Regions from separate parts of the Mus musculus genome. Here region 1 is linked to region 2. The links are chromatin contacts, called in public HiChIP or PLAC-seq maps. All regions are on one chromosome and are shown on one strand. Each heading gives the region's core, a stretch centred on a gene start, on an enhancer-like site or on the middle of the called end of the contact. The rest is flanking DNA. Distances are from core to core; before and after follow the strand shown.

Region 1 (2,700 bases), core at 17-2,516, 610 kb before region 2:
ACACCTTTTGGGGTGCTCTTAACAGGATTGTGGTGGTACTTGGAGAATACTTTAAGAGCGTGAGCAATGGAAAGGAAAAGTCAGAGACATTTGGAGGCAGACTGGCTGGTTTGAGTATCTGCCTGCATAAAGAGGATAGTGTCGAATGCTATCTCATAGCTGCTGCCCTTCACTGAGATACTGCACTGCAAGTGTTCATTCTAGTATCCAGCTCACAACCAGAAAAGCTCAGTGAGTGTCATTATTGAGATGTATGGTGCTTTCAGGGTGCAGATCTTTTCTGATTCATGCCCGCTTCTTTGAGGTGAAGAGTGGAGTGGTGATTCCCACATGTAGAAATGTGACTTGTACTAAGTCATATGTCAAGACTCCAACCCAGAAGGAGCAGAACATTCCTTTTAGAATGGCTAAAAAATATGAATGAGTCTCAAAGAAAAATGGCTTTCAATCTATATTCCACCTCCACCCCTCAGTGTAAAATCTAGTGTTCACAGTGAAAACAAACACCACACACACACACAGACACACACACACACACACACACACACACACACACACACACACAGATGCTTTCTTGGTGTTCTGAAAAGCAGGTGTGCTCCCAGAGAAGTGAAGGGTGAAGGCTCCAGACCAGACCTGCCTCCCCAACCTCTGGTGCTGGGCTCAGACAGAGGGTGCCAAGAGGAGGATGGGGTCCCCGGAAGGCCCCGCTCCAGCCCATCCTCCTGGCCCCCTCCGCAGTCACGTGGCCCAGTGGGTGGGGACCGACCTGAAGTTGGAGGAATCCGGAGCTCTCCCAACTTCAGAGCACAGAGGTACAACTCTGAGAAGCCGAGCATGGCTCAGCTGTCAGTCATCCCGGGATCGGCCGCGGCGTGGACAGGTGAGCTGAGAGCCCGAAGGAGCCGACTAGGGTGGAAGGGGCTAGGCTGCCGGAGCACAGGGCCCCACAGCCCATTCTATGCAATGCGTGCAGGGCAGGGCAACCCACGCGGGAGAGGGGACAGTTGGGCGAAGCGGTTCCGCTAGACCCTCAGCGCCCCGGGGTCAGTCTGTCGGCCGTAGGCTGCTCCGAGCTAGCTTTTTCCTCAGGATGGGTGATGGAGTAAAGGTGGGTGGTTGACGCTGATAGACCCCACCCTCGTTCCTGAACCTGCGCCAGAGGGGCGGGACGCTTTGCTGGCCACGCCTTCTCCCGCGCGCACTGGCTGCTCCCCATGACGTCACGCTCGGATATAAAAGGCGCGGGAGCCGGCTCCCGCGGCGCTGTCCAGGAGCTCGAGGTTGAAGGTGCTTGGCAGGGGACACCCGGCCGCCCGGCCGCGGGCGTTTCAGCGATGTTTTACTCAGGACTCCTCACCGAGGGCGGCCGCAAGGAGACAGACATGCGGGAAGCGGCGTCCCTGCGGCAGCAGCGCCGGATGAAGCAGGCGGTGCAGTTCATCCACAAGGACTCAGCCGACCTGCTGCCCCTGGACGGCCTCAAAAAGCTGGGCTCGTCCAAGGACACGGTGAGCTCCCCACATCGGCCACACCCGTCACGGGCCTCTGGGCCACCACTGCCGCCCAGGCCCTTACTGTCACTTTCACTGAGTCACCGACCAGGCTTGTCGCTATCCACTCCCTGGCGGGTGCTCCGGCAAAACCCCTCCCTATCTATCTATCAAGGTGCTTTTCTTGCCTGTTCTCCTTTGGCGCAGTCTCCTCTCTCCCGACTCTCCCCTTCATGTGTAAGGAAGAAAGAGACCCTACCTTATTGCCCTCAAATCTCCTCTCCACTGGCTTATCTAGAATCTAAAATTTGGCTCCTGGAGCTGGAGCTTCATCACAAGTCCTGCCTCCCACTGCCTCCTCACAGGCTGCGTGCGTGGCCAGTTGTGTCCCAGACTAAGGTGATTGAGAAACAGTGAAAAGCGAGGTTTCTTCACAGTTGCTGAATATATATATATGCTTTGGTTAATTCTATTGTGACCCCCTCCCCGCCGCCCCAAATGTACTTAGTTTAGTCTTAATCTACCTTTGATTTTCTACCCTGGATGGGGGAGTGGGGTGAGAGAGGGGAATAGGGGTCAAGCGCAAATCTTTCCAGAACCTAAACATCTCTTCACACTCTCAGCTCTCCCTCTTCCCTCTAAAGACTGGGAAGATGGAGGAAGCCCTGACTGCTTCATCTCACAGACCAGATAATGCATGTAGATAGTTGGAGCTGGGGCTGTTGCAGTCTTTTTATTTCTGGCAGTATTATTCTTGGTATTAAGTAGAAGTTCAGGATGTGGGCCAGAATCCAAAACCATATTGTCCTCCATCCATTGAATAAGGGTGAATGGCTGAGGGATGTGACCTATATTTAATTCTCTTCCCCTGCTCACAAATTTATATGTAACTTTGTAGCTTCATTTGGAGTTGTTGTTATTTGGAAAAAGATTTTTTTTAATGAGACATCAGAATCTTGATCTGTATAATCTAGGCTGGCTTGAATCTCATCACATAGCCCATATTGGCTTCTAATTTTTAATTCTCCTGTCTCAGCCTCATGATTGCTGAGATTATAAGGTGTATATCATCACTCCTAGCTTTGTGGGTTTTTTTTATTTATAGTTTCCTTATTATCTGTGGAAAATTTTGTGAAACATCAATTAAATGTCTTTTGCAATAGAAATAAATGCTCTGGATAATCTTCCTAGTATTTTTATATTTTGA
Region 2 (2,955 bases), core at 2-2,501:
ATCTTCAATACCTCTGTGCACATTGAGAACTCGAACAATACCAGTCTTTGGAAAGCAGAAACCTAATTTGGGGGAATCAATTACCCTCTGTGTCCCTGCCTCTGTGGGCTCTCTCCCTGGCTCCCTCAATAGAGATTTCCTGGGAGGTAAAATGTAGAGTTGGTCCACTATAAGCACACCCTCTCTCCAGCTTTGAGACTGGAGGCGAACTAGGATGGGGTGGGTAGAGCTGCCCCCGTGTCAAGCCTGTGTGAGAGTGGGGGCTTTTATGGTACATTGAAGCGTGAGGGTAGCATTGAATGGGAAGAGGCAGTGAGGGGGAAAGGAGTAAGGGGCGAGGTGGGGTGGGAACTTGAGGGTGCATGTGGCAAAGTCCAGTCAGAGCAGGAGCAGGTGACTGGGGAGGGGGTAGATATTGTGGAGTAGGCTGGCTCCAGCTTCACCCACACCATCCTCACTGCCCTCTTTACCCCCTACTCTGCTCCTGCCTGGCTTCTCTTTTGTAGTCTGTGCTTTCCAGGGTTGTAGCTGCAATTGCTGGGCTATAATGAAAAAGGAGGGGGTAGTGTGGCAGGGAGTCACATTCTCAAAGTCATACTCTGAGAAGTACTCTGCATTCCTGCGCTGGGTCTCTAACCTTAGTCCGCAGTCCCAGACCACACCCAGCTCAACTCATACACGGAGTTGGAGTCCCACACTTACACCAGAACGTTCTTCCGTTGAATTTGCACACTCCCACACGCGATGGCACAAATGCCACCCTCCCCACTGGTCATAAGCTGTCTCAGCGGCCCACCACCCCACACATCCCTCACTCAGGCATGCGGTCACACAGGCACACACACATGCACAGACTCCCTCACATGCACACACTCAGGCTGTGCTTTTGTGTTTTGTCAGAATTAATGAGAAAAGTTCCCGTGCCCTGCGGGTAATTAGTGTCCTTGGAGTTAAATAAGCTAATGGCGGGCACCTCTGGCCCAAGCAATTATGTTTGTGTATTGAATAATTGATTCAAAGGGGGGGAAGGGCCGCTAATCAGATCTGAGCATAATGAATTGATTTAATTAACAGGGGAGTCTGAGGGGCCCTGGGAAATGCAAGCTGCACTCTGGTGAGAGCGAGCGCAGCAGACTGCAAGCGGGAACCCAAGCGCGCGGCTGCGGCGGCTGCTCCGGCCCGGGCTCCGGCCCTAGCTCGGGTTCAGGCTCCCGCTTGGCTCGGGCCGGGTCCCAGTTGCTCAGCCCACGCGGCCGCGGCCCCGCCCGGCGCCCGCCCCTGAGCGCGCCGCGCCCTCGCTCGCTTGCTCCTTCCGAGCGCCCTGCCCGCCCGCGGCGCTGCGCTCCGGGCGCCGCTCCGTCCGCCCTCCTCGGCGGCCACGGGGCGCGGGGCCCACGCGCGACCGCGGGAAGCAGCGCAGTCGCCCCGTAGGTGACAGTCCGAGCCGCGAGTCCCTTTGCATCCTCCGCCCGCACCCGGCTGGAGCCGCCTGGGGACTATGGTTTTGGACCAAGAGGACGGTAGGTGCTCAGGGACACTTGGGAACAGCGGGGGCTCTGCCGAGGCTACCTCCATCCCGGTGACAGAGGCCCAGGCACCGGTCTCGACCGCTGCTTGGAGCCTGTTGGCGGCTTCCCGGAAGCTCGGAAGCTGGACGTGTGCCCTGTGTGTGTGAGTGTATGTTGAAGGTGCCAGGAGGCTCTGCGCCGCCCCGTGTTCCTCGCCGGGATGAGGAAGTCTCCCCCCCGCCCCGCGCGCATCCTGGAGCCTGTTAGCTGGGCACACTGCAGCCGGGAACTTTCTCTCTCGCTCTTGCCCCATTGCAGGCATCCGGAGCATACAGAGAACCCGTGGGGTGCGGGCTTCCCGGTTGTGGTTGTACCCACCGCCAGCCACTCTCTGGGCCTCCTTGAGTATTTTCATGTTTTTCCATACCGCAGTGTGAAAGGGAGCCCGAGAGGGGTGCTCAGAGAACTTGGCGGATGAAGGTGTATTCTAAATAGTTTGGTCCTTGGGTCCGCCCAGCCTTGCACCTGGGGACTGAGACTTCAGGGCCTACTTGGTGGGTGGTGTTATCTTGGCCCTCTGCAGGGCTAGGAGGTTGCATGCCATCAGTTCACCCAGACTACATTAGTGAGTATCCTGCTGGTTAGGATAGATGGGTGGACTAGACAAGAAGTTTGGGGCCTTTAGGGTCTCCTACTGTTACCAGATCTACCAGACTACCAGGTCCGTTTGTATTAAGAATCTCATTTTCTCTCATTTTTGGCCAGGTGGGTTGGGGTTGGGGGAACCCAGGATAGTTAAGTGTCTTGCTCTGCAGCCCAGGCTGGGATCATATTGCTTTTCTTAAGGAGCCCCGACCCCTAAGACTGCTGTAAACTTTGGGTCTCACAAAATCTAAGTCTACCCTTGGGTCTGACTATTCCCTCCCCCGCCCTCCCCCTCCCCCCAACTGCACTGTAGTTGTCTGGAGAAGTCATCTCTGTACCATCCTCTGGGCTGAGGACATTCATGCCTAGAGTATGACATAGTAGGACAAGGAGACTCCGAAATTTAGAGTTGGGAGCTGCTAATCACTAGGAAGAGGGTCTGTCTGTCTGGTCTCTTCTTTGGTCCCAATAATTACTTGTCTTGTCCTACCATCTTCCCCTATAGTGATCAATTGTCCTGGCTTGTTCAGGACAGTCTGTTTTAGCATAGAAAGTCTGGTAGCAGAGGAAATCCCCGAGTCTTAGGGCAGACCTGTGTCCTTCTAAACCCCTAGCTGTTTAGGGGCTCGTATACAGGGGTGGGGTGGCTCTCATGGAGGGGCAGGGTAGATTTGTGCAGATTTGGCTTAGGCCTTTCTAAGGCCTAACAGTTTATGACTGCAGTTTCTGAGAAGGCCTCTCTAGACTCCCAAAGAGGGAGTTTGCCGACGGTGCACTTCTCCACTGTAAGCTGGCTGCAAAT

What was found. HiChIP or PLAC-seq counts read pairs in DNA pulled down with a chosen protein or histone mark.
Region 1: a contact with region 2 is called in a CTCF HiChIP or PLAC-seq map of embryonic stem cells, with 5 times the contacts expected there. The contact joins the promoter of Nrip3 here to the promoter of Lmo1 in region 2. A contact is called at or near these places in 2 of 39 promoter capture datasets (the C10 cell line and embryonic stem cells) and 1 of 15 datasets of contacts at CTCF or cohesin (embryonic stem cells).

What each region holds. Positions count from the first base shown.
Region 1 is chr7:109,780,111-109,782,810 of GRCm38.p6, reverse strand. It overlaps Nrip3 (nuclear receptor interacting protein 3), which reads left to right and starts at 1,266. Exons shown (of 7, transcript NM_020610.1): 1 at 1,266-1,511. The coding sequence starts at 1,338.
Region 2 is chr7:109,173,503-109,176,457 of GRCm38.p6, reverse strand. Lmo1 (LIM domain only 1) reads left to right here and starts at 1,251. Exons shown (of 4, transcript NM_001302205.1): 1 at 1,251-1,520. The coding sequence starts at 1,499.